Regions from separate parts of the Lactuca sativa genome. Here region 2 is linked to region 1. Evidence: chromatin contacts called from public Hi-C data. All regions are on one chromosome and are shown on one strand. The core of a region is the stretch at or near the end of the contact, and the rest is flanking DNA. Distances in the headings are between cores, read along the strand shown. Region 1 holds the start of LOC111892041 (probable serine/threonine-protein kinase SIS8). Region 2 holds the start of LOC111892058 (low-temperature-induced cysteine proteinase).

Region 1 (7,874 bases), core at 3,381-5,880:
TCTTCACTATCCAATGCTTATTCACTAAGCAATTCGCACTTTTCAGATCACGGTGCACTATTTTCATTCGATGCATACACATTAGACCCCTATACACATGCAAGTAAACAAACAAACCATTGTTACGATTTGTTAGCAAATACCTCTATAGTACAAAATACATAGACCCCGTTTGTTATGCTTATGCATGACAAGATATGACAGAACAGGTTGTACTGTGTTTGACGTGCATCGCACTGGGACCGAGACCGATGTCAATGAGACAAAATTGCATTTTTTGTCCCAATTAAGAAGCTGGTACAAGGTGAGACAGAGACTCGCTCTTGATCTCTTGTTTGTGAAAAAGACATAAATGCCCTCCTCATCCTTAAATAGCCCTAGAAAAGCTTGTCCCGTCTAGTTCGGTCATGTCCAGTGTAACAAACGCAGCGCAGCTGCGTTTGTTTCATAGGACTGGATGGAATTGGACAAGCTTTCTAGGGCTATTTTCGATGATAAGGATGAGGAGGGCATTTACGTCTTTTTCACAAACAAGAGATCAAGAGCGAGTCCATGTCTCATCTTGTACCAGCTTCTTAATTGGGACAAAAAATGCAATTTTGTCTCATTGACATCGGTCTCGGTCCCAGTCTGATGCACGTCAAACACAGTACAACTTGTTTTGTCATGTCTTGTCATGCATAACAAGGTGGGAATAAAAATGATAAAAAATGGAGGTTTAGGATCATACCTGCATATATCACACAGCATTTTGAGTCTCCTTCGCCAGCTAATTCTTTTTTTTAACCCACTCACATGAATCAGGTAATATAGTGACCCCATGTCCATGTATTCAGTGATCAATGAAAAGTGAGGAGGCGTTGTACAGGCACCAAGGAACAATATAACTGCGTTACATAACAAAAAAGTTTACATGAATGTGTGGTCATCAGCAAACAACAAATATAATATGCTAAAATCTTATCTGAATTAAAAAGAATGTAATACCATTTGGGTGGCGAAGTCGACTGCAAAAAAAGTAAAAAAAAAAAAATCAGCTACAGAGTAGACAATAGAGTTTTTGAGACTTAAGTTGAAGGAAAGTTGTGTGAAAGGTACCTTAATATGGAAATCTCATTGCAAAAATCTTCAATATTTTCCGCACTTACTTCCTGTTCAAGTAACACTTTAATAGCAACCTCTATTCCATTCCAAGTACCTCGGAAAACTTCCCCAAAAAACCCTACAAGATAAAATGCATTTATGATGATGATGATGATGATGATGATGGTGATGATGATGATGATGATGAGGGATGGTACCTATGCCAACACGTGAACCAACAGTGAGTTCAGAAAAGTCAATATTCCATTCATGATATGGAAACCATGGTTCATTCCCAATGGAGGAAGATTCAAGCAACTTATTCCATGCTGTGATCATATCGAAATTTCCTTCTAATTTTTCAGTTCCATTTTTATCAGAACCAAGAACACGAGTCCTATACTTATGAGGAGATGAAGGTAAAGAGATGGCTTTTGGACAACTCGTTTGCCTCCTATGGTTATGTGAACCAGATGCCTGAAATCATCATCAAATTCCATAAACAAACAAAAAGATTAAACATTAAAGCATCAGTTTTACTAACAAAAAAAGAAACACATACATTTTCCTGATGATCTGGACTAGTGCCATGTTCATCAACAAGTTCCCTTGGAGGATGATTTCTCTTCAAAGTATCATTCATTGCTCTCACAACCCTATTTTCATAATTACACCATTTATCAAAAAGTTGATATTTAAAAACCAATAATTATTCATAGATGATTAGATTCAGGGTTACTGAAATATCAACCTTACAATGTCATCACCAATTTCTGGAATCATAGTAGCACTACTTCTCCTTCGTCTTCTTCGGCTTCCTGTAGGTGATGCCCCTGCTGACCTGGAATAGAATATTAAAAACACAAAATTTAATTGACATTTTGCATTAGATTTAAAAAAAAGAACAAAAAAAAGAACCTTGATACTGTCATGCCATGTCCATATCCTTTGGGAGAATCTTTATGACCACCAAGCATAGATCTTCCATGCCCTCTAAATAAATAATGCTCTGGACTGAAAGTAAAACATAAAACAAAAACAAATGATAAAATAACAACCTGAAAGTAAACATGATTTGTTGATTTAAATGTTTTATAGTTTAAGCATAATGACGGAAATACCCTTGAATAAAAGAGGGGAAAGAGAGAACCTTGAACTGGGTGTGCTTTGTTCAGCAAGTGCATTTTTGTTGCGCCCCCATGTTGCATTTGCTGCATTAGGGTCACTGTAAAAAATTTTAAAAAAAAGTTTAACTACAAAAAGTAATTTTATATCACAAAACACAAATAAGGGAAATTTAAACTAGATGGGACTAGACAAGCTTTCTAGGGCTATTTCTGATCGTGAAGATGAAGAGGGCATTTACGTCTTTTGCACAAATGAGATATCAAGGGCAAATTTTATACTATTGACATCAGTCTCAATCCAAGTCCAATGCACACCAAACATAGTACAACTTGTTCTGTTTTGTGTAAGAAATGGTATGATACTGTAAAATTACTTTATTACCCTTCATCCGTGTTTTCTGCAGCACCATGTACAGGACTGTTGGGTTCAATAGGAGAATCACATGAGTCATTTTCTCCAGAATCACCTTGACCAATGACATACACATGAGACATGTATACTGCCTTTGTTGAAAAGGGTACCAAATGTCCTGGATACCTCACTATATCAACCAGTAATTCAGTAGAATTCAGCTCCACAATAACAGACACGTGCCTGTGTGAATCTGTTCTCTCTGATTCTGCTTCCTTTGGTAAACCCTGCAATCAGAAAAAAACAGAGAGAGAAATAATGATATACAATGAAACTACAAGGCTATTTCTTGCATTTAACACTAGATTAAGTGGCATGATATAACTATTTGATGATAGAAAAATGAAAAAAGGAGAACATACCACCATAACCCTACAGTCAAGGCCAACAGTATCTGCAAGAACTTTGAAAAGAATGGCACGTGGATGACAAAAACCATGCTTTATTTGACCTAGCATCTGAATACCTTGATTATGTACATTGTAGACTTCCTCCCAAGCAGTTTTTGCATAATTTAACTCCACATTTGGGAGTTTGTAGAAGTCACAAACCTACAAAAAGGACATATTATCATGTTACAATCAACTAATAAAACTTATGGTATGTTTGGTTGAATGGAATAGAAAGGAAAAGGAAAAGGAATGGAATGAATCACTCCATTTCTTTCATGATTCCATCATCATAACAAACACTACTTAGATAAATATTGGAAAGAGGTAGGTAGCATCACTTACCAATCCGCCTATCTTTTTAATTACTGCAGCTGGATTAGAAGTCAACCCTTTTGCCAAAGTCAAAGCCAGCTGCTGTAACATTGACACCTTCTTATCTTTATGCATATCAACAACAATAACATTGAGCCTAAACCCCTCTGATTCTAACACATGAAGCTCTTCAAGAGAAGGGATCATGTCATATTTCTCTTTGAGTCTTTTTTCCTAAAAAAGAATATGGAAACATGTTTAGAATGTTAGATGTGAAGTGAAGCTGTATTATGTGTATGTTTTAATGAGAATTTGGACACCTTACAGGTAAAATAGAATAGAATCCACTAGGAATTGGCTCATAAAGATTTCCAGTTGACCAAAGGGCTTGTGACACTCTTTGTGCTCCTCCTGAATCCGCCAGGTGGCGATCACTATGCATTCTTTTAAATTTAAGAGCCCCATCTGAAGAAGAAGAAGAAACAGATTTATTCCTTGATTCGTTTTGAACAGTGTCTGTTTGTGTTTCCTCCATCTCCTTGGCAATTCAAAACATAAGATCATTTTGCCCCACTTCTTAGCCCATAAACATTAATCAGGTGTCCTACTTGTTCAACTCCTTTCTACAAAATTCTTCAACGGGTGCTAAAGTTAGTCTTTCATGGATGGAGACATCATTTGGCCTGTTAATGAACAACATGATAAAGAGCTAAAAACTGATCTCAATCCAAAACCATTTTCATTGAACCATTATAACATGTAAGAACAAAACTAGAGGAACAGAAAGAAATCATGTAAGCCTTCAGTTTTTCAATTCTTTATAGGTATTGCATTTTTACAAACACCTGGTATGCACTACGCACCTTTACATTTCCCACAGAAATAAAACCAAAAACCCATTACCAAACATTACCAATATCCATAAGAAAGTATTCTACATATATATACCCGTCAATGGCGATGCAAATCAACGAGCAAAAACGCCCATAAGATTGTTAGATGATAAAAGAAAAGTAATGGCGGAGAAACCCAAAGCGAATATGCAATAGAAACAGGATAAAAGATCGAATGTACCAGTAAATCTCTAGGCATTTTGAATCGTCAAACAATATTTCTTCAAATCTGATCACTCCTCACTGTTCTTTTCCCTTGTAGTTCGTGATATATGCTTGATTTCAACTCTATTAGAGAGAGAGAGAAGTGTAAATTTTCTGTTAATCTTGTAAATCAGCCGTTAACGACCCGGTCGACAAAATTATAATAATAAAGATTATGTCACTTGGAGACTATCTCTTGTATTATTGAGTGTAAATTAAACAGTATGAGACACTGCGATCGTAAATATAATATTAAAATACTCTCAAATTTATTGTTACCCACGAGTCCACGACAAGCGAATCAGATCAGGCCTCAGTTTGGGCCTATCAATCGTCTCAAAATTCACCACGACTTTCATGGTATTTGGCATTTCTTCATCAAAATCAAGGAAAAAGTTCATTTTTTGGATTATATTATTTCACATATTTTAAACTTGTAAAGGAAAAAACAGTTCAACATTGACCATTCAAACACTGATGTGTGCTAATTTGGTACATACGCTGCTAAGCATGGCCTAGTCGCCAACTTGAGATCAAGAATTTGTAAATTCAACCTCTATATGATATGTTTTATAGTATATTTTTTGAACGGCATGTAGATATAATATGATTCATGTATTAATAAGCTAAAGAAGTTTTATATTTATAGTTGCCTAACCAGCGGCGGAGCTAGATGGGGCGTGGGGTACTACAGTAACCCTAAAAAATTGTTATATATATATATATATATATATATATATATATATATATATATATATATATATATATATATATATATAAACATGTTTCATGTTATTGTACCCCCAACTAAAGTGATTATAACATGTTTTTTAATGTCCGATATTTGATAACTACATATAATATATTGATTATGTTTGTATCACATATCAAAATTCCTAGTTCCACCGCTACGCATAACCTTTAAACGTTATAAAATGAAATTATACATTAGAATGAACAACCTTTACAATGGCATCTACATACTTAAGGTCTGTTTGGGATTGATTATTTAATTGCTTATTGGTTTAGTGCAGATTGGCACTACTAATAAGTATTTTTAAGTGTTTGGATATAATGACACTAAAGTCTTTATTGGCTTAAATATGAAGTTTTTGATAAGTGATTAGGTTCTAATTTACTTAGAATGTGTTTGGCAAAACTAGTTTGAAATTAATAGCTGATAGTTGGTAGCTGGAAGCTGAAAGTTGTAGCTTTATTTGTTATATGAGTGTATAGGATAAGTAGCTAAAAGCTTTTAAAATTTGCAAAATTATATAAAAATAATTGTTTAAAAATTTAAACATATAAATATATTTTTAAGCATAATTCGGAAAATTTATTAAAAAAGCTCAATAGCTTTTTTGTAAAGTTACATGAATTAGTTTTTTTTAAAAGCTATATGGAGTAGCTTTTAGATTTTAAGTTTTTTATTTAAACTAAAAGCTAAATCTTCGTAGTGCTCCTAAACGAATGTTTTTATTTAAATAGAGTTTTTTATTAAATACTAAAAACTATAAGTTCTCAAACACCGTTACCAAACACGCCATTAAACAACTTATGACTTATTTAAACCGATTTCCAGCTATTAAAAAACATATTTATACCAATTTACTGTAATACCCTATTTTATTTCTATACTAGTTTATAATCCGTGGAAGCCACAGTTACAAAATTAATTAAATATTCATAGTAAAAAATTCAAAATTATTAATCAAATATTGTATATAAAATTTTAAATACATTATTAATTAAGAGATTTTTTTATTAGTTATGTAAAATTATAATTATTGATTCAAATAAATATGTGGAATTAATTTATCATATATATTAGACTCTTTTTATTTGTGAACTAATGAAAACAATAATATAAAATTTAAAATTTAAAACAAAGAATAAATAGATTGACAAATAACATCACATTAATTAGGAGGTTTAATAAATTTAAAATAGAGAATTAATAGAATGACAAGTGTCATCATATTAATTAGGAGTTCTAATATTATGACACTTGACAAAAGGACTACTTTTTTATTAGTATAGAGATTTGAACATATATCATCTAAAAAGATTTGCTTGCATCTCTAGGTTAAACTTTTGATAGTTAAATAATATATTATTGATGTTTTTAATATTTCTGGTTTAATTATGTTGGGTTATATTATTATTGTTATTATTTTGAACTGCTAAATATATTAAACCAACCATATTTTATGAAAAAATAAACATTGTAAAATGATAATATTAAAAAAAGAAAACATTGGGTTTTGACGTTGACTGACTCAACGTGCTTTAAGTTTAGTGTTTCTATACATACCACGTAAAAGAAATGGAACGATACTAATAAAATAAAAAAATAAAAAAATAAAAAAAAATTAAAAAAAAAAAAGATTCTTTTTGGTAATTATTCATTATTTGGATAAAATCGAATTTTTTTTTGAACCGGCAAATACAAATATATTAATCAATTCCTAAACTAGCACCTAATTTCATCTATGTCCACGACGGGACTTGAACCCTCGACCTCAAAGAGAGAGGGTACCACCTGATACCGCAGGGCTAGGAAAAAAAAAAAAAAAAAAAAACTTTGCAGCCGCCACCCTTATAACACCTCACCTCTAGTCGCCGCCACCTCCACTGTTGAAGTCGGAAACCACCACCGAAAGATCGCCGCTACAACTCTGTCGACGGGATTGAAGGCCAACATCGTTGTTGTTGTTGTTGTTGTTGTTCTCAGTCGTTGTTCATTCCTTCCTCCTAATTATCATCCGTCACGTTGCTGGTTGCGTCGTCGCCGCTATCGCCGTCTGTTGGCATCACCGCTACTTCGTTCTACCATTCCTTTCATCGTCCCTCCGCCATCCTCCTCCTCCAAGATCGAAGTGCAACTGTGTGGTGGGTGTTTCCGCTCATGTGTGTGCGTGTTTCAGTATGTGTAGGTGTGTGTTGTTGGTCAGAAAACAAGAGGACCATCATGGCAACCAACCAAAACATTTTCCGACCAACAACACACACCAACACATACTGAAACACGCACACACATGAGCGGAAACACCCACTACACAGTTGCACTTCGATCTTGGAGGAGGAGGATGGCGGAGGGACGATGAAAGGAATGGTAGAACGAAGTAGCGGTGATGCCAACAGACGTCTATGGCGGCGACGACGCAACCATATGGTGATACCAGCAACGTGACAGATGATAATTAAGAGGAAGGAATGAACAACGACTGAGAACAACAACAACAACAACAACAACAACCACGATGTTGGCCTTCAATCCCGTCGACAGAGTTGTAGCGGCGGTCTTTCGATGGTGGTTTCCGACTTCAACAATGGAGGTGGCGTCGACTAGAGGTGAGGTGTTATGGGTGGCGGCTGCAAAGGTTGTAGGGTTTGGGTTAGGTTTGAGGCTGAGTTTTTAAATGAATGCCAAGACAAGGGTGACAGGTTA
Region 2 (7,874 bases), core at 3,299-5,798, 160 kb after region 1:
GCTTGTAAGATGACCATCAAACAAGAAGTTAATTAAAAGAATGAATTAGTTAACTATTGCAAGTCTAACTTAACCCGAATAATTAATCTAGTGAATTTAATTAAATTAGACAATTGGCCACTGTTTAAGTTAGTTTATTTACTAAGGATTAGGGTAGTGAATACGAATCTAATCACTTGAATCGGTAACCAACGAAAGAATTAATCCATTGCACCATTACCTTGAAATCAACCATAGAGTTAACCAAATTGAACTAAACAGAAGTTCCTTCCCAATTATTGAATCTAGTTAAGTCGTTATTTTCTAGTCTTAAATTAGTAATAGTTAGTAAGTTTCTAGTCTTGTAAAACTAGAGAAAAACCCCTACTTCTTAATTAACTTAGATTAAATTAGTTTTTAGTTTAATTTGCCGTTTCCTGTGTTTGATACCCTGCTTATTTAGCTATACCACAATTGATAGGTTCACTGCCTTTTGTGTGTTATTTGATAATTAAAAGTAGGTTTAAAACTAAGTGAGTTTGCACACATCATCCCTCTAGGAATACATCAAATAAAATGGGACGGTTAACTAAAGGACGACTTAGCTAACGGTTGCTACTTGACTTAAGTGCTTGGCCCGGGCCCTCGCCCTCGTGGCCTCGTACTTAGGCCCCACTGTTCTAGCTCTAAGGTCCAACTCAGAACAATTGGACTCGGTCTATAATATGCCAAAATAGTACCAAACCACTCCCCAGAGTGACAAGTGTAGCTCAGAGCACTGCTCTTCGGTGGTTCTGCACTAATAGTAGATAACTGCTAGTGGTGCACGATCCACCAATAGAACGCCTCCATGTTTTGTCAGCCCAGATAAGACAAAAAGTTACGTGGGGGACATGCTTCCACGATGATAGGTATAAAAGAAGCCCTCTTCTCCAGAAGAAGGGATCCTCTCTCTCTCTCTCCCTCTCTCTCTCTCTCTATATATATATATATATATATATGTGTGTGTGTGTGTGTGTGTGTGTGTGTGTATCAAATAAAACCCTAATTCTCTTATACAACTACTGACTAGACCGTCAGAGTCTTTTTCTGGGACCCCCTACTAGACGCAACTAATGTCAGATCTTTCCTTGTTGTGATTCTCAAGCTTAACTCAGGCGAAACCATCACAAATGACGTTAAGCTCGAAGACATATCACAACTATATATATATATATATATATATATATATATATATATATATATATATATATATATATATATATATATATATATATATATATATATATAGGGAAAAGCTCAATAGAGAACCATAATTATGGGTTTTTCAAGGAACTAAATATTTTTTTTAATTTCTAGAGCTTTTTCTTTATCGAAAAAAAATCTAAAAATATCTAAATTCATATATTAACATTGTGAATGTGAAAAATATTTTTTGGATTCACCGTGTGAATCCGGATTCACGTTGTGAATTTTCGAAGATTCATATTGTGAATTTGACGTAAAAAAAAATCGAATTTTATATCATTGGAAAAAGGATAAAAAGTTATGAATTTCTGTAATTTTAGTTTTTTTTTTTTTTTTTTTTTGATAAAAAATAAGTTCTAAAAGTTGAAAAAAAGATTGGTTCCTTGGTTAATTATAGTTGTATATTGGATCTCACCCTATATATATATATATATATATATATATATATATATATATATATATATATATATATATATATATATATATATATATATATATAGTAGGTGTGAGACCCGTGTATTACACGGATTGATTTAAAAAAAAAACATTAAAGTGTATACAAAAAATATTTTTAATGTGAAACTTTAAAATAAAAAATGAAGAAATGTATTTATTGCAATTTAATATCATATATATGATATTTAATAGTTTACATATATGAATTTAATTTTAAAAATTGAAGCAAACCAAAAATTGACAAGTGGATAATATTTATTTCAAAAATACCACAAAATGACAAGTGTCAAAACTCATAAAAGATTGACATGTGGCAAAAAAAACTTCATTTATTAAGAAGGATATATATATATATATATATATATATATATATATATATAATGTACAAATTAAATGGACACTTTGTGTAGTCATTTTGTATATTTGTAACTACTAGTTGGAAGGTCGAGTAGAAAACACACAATCTTGACTTCTTGGAAGTCAAAGTCATGGATTCTCTTCTTTAATAAGAGATTGTGTAGCAACTAGTTGCAAGGTAGAGTAGGAAACACACCTACAACCCCAAGAAATCCAAGAAGACCCGCATCGTGGATCATGTTTCTTCTGTTGAGAAACAGGACACTGGAAGAGGAATTGTCTCTCTTATATGAGAAGTAAGTATGGAGAGACTAGTACTTCATGTATCTACTAGATAAAACTTATACTTTTCATATAACACTCGGATACTTGATACTTAATGTTAATCTAATATTTATAAATGGCTTGCAAATATTTAACAAGAGTAAGCAACAAAGCACAAACAAGTTGGAACTTCACTCTCGAAGTTTATTTAATTATTTATGCTTAGAACATAAAATACCTGTATTATAAAACAATATTTGTTTTAGAACAATATATGTTTTAGTTTAGCCTGTCTAAATATATATGTCTTAGTTAATTGACTAGATAAGTGATCATTTAATTATTCGTTTTTTCATAACGATAAGCTTGACTAAATTCTATTTTAGAGAATTAGATCTCTTAATAGAATTAAATATGAATGCTTTCTAAATACGTAAGTTCTATATGTAAACACTTTTGACTAAAACTTGATTTCAATCAAACTTATCTATAATATTGATATCTTTATTATGTAAATAATATTTACATATTCCAACTTCAAGAAATGGATTTTTGAAAGAAAATAATATAGTTTTTTTTGCCACATTTAAATCTTATTTATACATAAAAGATTCTTAATGATATTTTCACTGATCTGTAGAGAAAATAATTATTAAGGAGCTATACACTATGACGTATGACTTCTTTTCTAATAAACATCTAGATTTAGCATAAAATACTCAATCAACTTTATCAAGAACTATAGTCTTTGTAATTAAATTTTACATGTTAAAACAAAAGTGCGAAACCTTTGTCAAAATTTATAAATATAAAGTTGAGATACAAAACAGTAGAACCATCTAAAGCCTTAGAGATAATAATGGATAATCTAAACCTTACTAGATATTATTTACTTTCTAATTGGTAGAAATTATATATATATTTTTTATTCTCTTGGGGTTAAGCCTTAATCACTATAACTTGTATTTTAAATACAAACACCAATTAATGAGTAGATAAGACACTTTATAAGATTTAGTATAAAAATGTTGCATCCTTACCTTACTTAATGTTTTGAGTATTTGAAGCCTATATTAGACTAAAACTTCTAAACCTGATTTCTATTAAATATATATTTGTAGAGTATTTTAAAGGTTGCTTTTATATATATATATATATATATATATATATATATATATATATATATTCATGTGAGACAATCATATTTTATAAGACATGAAGACGCAATCCTACCCATTCATTTTGGATATTAAAAAAAATATATTTTTAAAATACAAAATAAATGAAAATTTTTGATTTTATTTTAAATATTATTTTCGTCATTTTTATGCAAAATAAATAAATAAATAAAAATAAAAAAATTACCTTTTTTTTCAAAAAATATATGAAAAATTATAATAGAATATTATACTGTAAATATTCAAATCGAATTTTTAAAATGTTAGAATATTCTAGTAGAATATTAAACTATAAATATTAAAAAAAATTAATAAAGTATTAGAATAATCTAACAAATCTAAAAATTCAAGTAGAATATTAGAATATTTTAAAATATCCATCAATTTTAGTAGAATATTAGAATTTTAGAATATTTATTCTAAAAGTTTGAGTTCTTTTAGTAGAATATTAGAAATTTTCATCGGGACTCATATTTCGAAAAAAAACGATGATTTTATTTATTTATTTATTTATTTTAGATAAATTAAATAACGAAAATAATATTCAAATTTTTTTTTTGGATTTTTTTTATTATGTTGCATTTTATAAATGTTTTTTTTATTATTTTTTTGATCTCCAAGATAAGTGGCTAGGATCGTGTCTTCATATCTTACAAAATTAGCTTGTTTTCAAATGAATATATATATATATATATATATATATATATATATATATATATATATATATATATATATATATATATATATATATATATATATATATATATATATATATATATATAAAATAGAAGAAAAATGTTGCACGTAATTTAAATGAGATTAGGAGTGTTAGTGTGTTTATTTGAAAGTATGTGTTCCAATATAAAGCCAACAAGGAAAATGTTTCTTAGTCGTTATGAAATTACAAAAATACCCACGTTGGATACCACTTGATTCCAAAGACATTGAGGTCATTCTCGTGTTTTCACATTCAAGATAATTTTGCCAAATTACTGGCCACCCAAGTCATTGGTTAGGTAGGACAAGCCAAAAGATTCAAACCTCTATAAAATGAAAACCATTTTCAAGAAACTATTCAAGATTCATTTAGTCACTACAATGGGTACCCGAAATTCCTCTGTCGCTCTTCTTCTTTTGTTTATCTCTGTATCGTTGTCAGTATCACTATCTGTATCAGTATCATCGACTCTTCCTTCCGAGTTCTCCATACTTGGTGATCAAGAAACCAATGTTTTATCAAGCGAAAAAATCACTGAATTGTTCAGAAAATGGAAGGAGATGCATGGAAAAACATATGCGCATGAAGAAGAAGAAGCACGAAGGCTTGGGAATTTCCGCAAGAGTTTGAAGTATATATTGGAGAAGAACTCGAAACGGAAATCAGAGACTGAACATATGGTGGGATTGAACAAGTTTGCTGATCTAAGTAACGAAGAGTTCAAAGAGATGTACTTTTCAAAAGTCAGGGGTCCTAGAAGCAATAAACTAAAGATGAGGGGTGCTAAAAGAAACACGACTTTAAGTTCGAAGTCTTGTGATGCACCCGCTTCTTTGGATTGGAGAGACAAGGGAATCGTTACACCAATCAAGGACCAAGGACAGTGCGGTAAACATTTAATTCCTTTTTCATTCATTTATATTTATTTTTATATTTCAGTGTTTAACTTCTTGATAATATATATTATTATTCGTAAAATAAAAGAACTCACAAAAATATCACGTTCATCACGGGTAGGTATAATATATTGGGAAAGTCCCGATGAAAAATTATAGATTTATCATTGAAAATATCATATTTTAAATAATTAATTATTATATCAAACTTTAAAATAGTCGGTGGTTGCGTATTTGTGTTAGTAGTTTGACTTTTACTCATTAAATATGTAAACATTCGCCTTTAAAAATAAAATAGATGCTCGTTTTGAATTTGTAAACCACATACTTAATAAAATCACATTTATTAAAAAAAAATAGTTATTGATTTTTAGCATCGGTCTGTGTTACTACCATTAAATAGTTCGATTATGTTTGTTCATGTCAATAAAAAAAGTTACACAACAAAATTATTATAAATATTTTATTGCATTAAATCTGGATATTTATAACGTGTATAGGAAGTTGTTGGGCATTCTCTGTAACCGGGTCCATTGAAGGTGTACATGCACTTGCAACCGGCGACCTGATTAGCCTGTCAGAGCAAGAGCTCGTTGACTGTGACACAAACGATTATGGTTGTAATGGTGGAAACATGGACACTGCATACAGATGGATTATTAAAAATGGTGGAATTGATTCTGAAGCCGATTATCCTTATACTAGTTCAAATGGTAGGGATGGTAAATGCGATAAAACAAAGGTACTTACAATCTTACATTATCCATTTTGTTAATTAAAAAACTTCAATATTAAATTTATTATTTAAGTCATATCAACTAACGTACAATTATTACAAATTTAATACGAAAATGATCAGTCGAAAAAATCAGTTGTAACAATCGAAAGCTATGTGGAAGTAGAATCAAAAAATGAAGACGCACTCCTTTGTGCTGTCGCCAAACAGCCTGTTACTATTGGTATTGATGGCTCAGCCTATGACTTCCAACTATATACCGGGGTAAGTACAAAATAGCTACCTTTTTATATATTTTTTTTCTGTCGTTTATTTTTACAAAAACGCCAAAAAAACGCTTTAGTTTGTATGTATTCAATTATCCATGACAACTTTTAATTAATCCTGAAAATTTAAATGCAAAAAAACGTGTCATGGAGAAAAAACGGCATGATATAGATATAAAGTCATGTAAATGCTCTTTTATTTAATTTCTTAATGGATTTAAAACGTAACAACAAATAAAGCTAGCTTTATTTAATTATTAGGGTATCTACGATGGCGAATGCTCAAGCAGTCCAAACAGCATAGACCATGCAGTGCTGGTGGTTGGATATGGTACGCAAGATGGTGAAGACTATTGGATCGTGAAGAACCAGTGGGGTACCTATTGGGGAATGGAAGGTTACATTTTAATGAAAAGGAACACCAATAATAAAAATGGTGTTTGTGGGATGTACCTTGAGCCACTTTACCCTACCTCCGGTGTCCTACCACCACCTAGTCCACCATCACCACCGGCACCACCATCTCCACCACCACCTCCACCATCACCATCACCTAGCAAGTGTGGTGACTTCTCATATTGTCCGGCAGACCAGACATGTTGTTGCATCTTCGAGATCTATAACTATTGTTTGATGTATGGGTGTTGTGGTTACACCAATGGTGTGTGTTGCAAGGGTTATTCCGCTTGTTGCCCTAGTGATTATCCGGTTTGTGACGTTAAAGATGGATATTGTTTTAAGGTACAACGAATTAACCACAAGTTGATCAATTACCTTATAGGCGCTAAGTTATAAGATACTAATTATTGTTCTTTTTATTTTAGAAATCGGGAGATACTGTTGGAGTGAAGGCAAAGAAGAAACAATTGGCCAAACACAAGATGCCATGGGAGAAGATTGAGGAGACACTCGTGGAAGAGTATCAATCACTCGTGTGGAAGAGGAACCCGTTTGCAGTTGCAGCTTAAGAACAGGAAAAAAGGGATGTTTTTATTAAATCCCTTATGTACTTTTAAGGGTTATATGTAATATTTCTTCATTAGAAACCTTAATTTGAACCTAAACCTAGTTAATTACATAAATGTATTTCTTGAAAACACATCGTAATTGTGGTATTTTGACGATTGCATGCGTGTGTGTCGTTGAATTACGCTATTGTTTAGATGTGTTTCTTGAAATAATTAAGTTGCGAACAGTGGTACTAATTAATCTCACTTGCGATTTACATGTACCAAATATGTAAGTTGATATGATTTGCACATTATTCTATATAGTAATGTTAAATTATATGTGGCATTCAATATTGATACCATGAATGAAATTGACATATAATGCATCATTGTTCATAGTCTTGTTGATTAGTCGGTGGAATTAAACATTTTTAGCACCAACTGGGCTGCAGAAATTTGGGCTAAAATCAAATTTTGAAATGATTTTAAATATGAACTGCTATATTTCTTTATTCTCATCGTGGGTCTCCAATGTGGTGCTGTTTGGCAGCTTTTAATCATAAAAAATGGTTCATAAAATGACATAGGTGCACAAAAGAATCTTTCTTATATTAACTGGAAAAAAAAAAAAAAACATACCATTTTTTTAGAACTGCTTGAGTTAAAACGGAACCGCCGGTTAGGAATATGTTTTAATATATATATATATATATATATATATATATATATATATATATATATATATATATATATATATATATATATATATATATATATATATATATATATATATATATATATATATATATATATATATATATATATA

The links. Hi-C and Micro-C count contacts between places; a contact is called where the count stands out from the background.
Region 2: a contact with region 1 is called in a Hi-C map of leaf, with 6 times the contacts expected there. The contact joins the promoter of LOC111892058 here to the promoter of LOC111892041 in region 1. A contact is called at or near these places in 3 of 4 Hi-C or Micro-C datasets (leaf and seed).

What each region holds. Positions count from the first base shown.
Region 1 is chr7:33,496,067-33,503,940 of Lsat_Salinas_v11, forward strand. LOC111892041 (probable serine/threonine-protein kinase SIS8) reads right to left here and starts at 4,631. Exons shown (of 17, transcript XM_023888104.3): 1 at 4,401-4,631; 2 at 3,652-3,949; 3 at 3,357-3,560; 4 at 2,985-3,173; 5 at 2,593-2,849; 6 at 2,234-2,308; 7 at 2,002-2,097; 8 at 1,835-1,924; 9 at 1,646-1,739; 10 at 1,302-1,560; 11 at 1,099-1,222; 12 at 988-1,007; 13 at 731-887; 14 at 1-89. The coding sequence starts at 3,861.
Region 2 is chr7:33,655,279-33,663,152 of Lsat_Salinas_v11, forward strand. LOC111892058 (low-temperature-induced cysteine proteinase) reads left to right here and starts at 4,549. Exons shown (of 5, transcript XM_023888121.3): 1 at 4,549-5,088; 2 at 5,597-5,838; 3 at 5,956-6,096; 4 at 6,360-6,839; 5 at 6,923-7,399. The coding sequence starts at 4,581. The coding sequence ends at 7,066.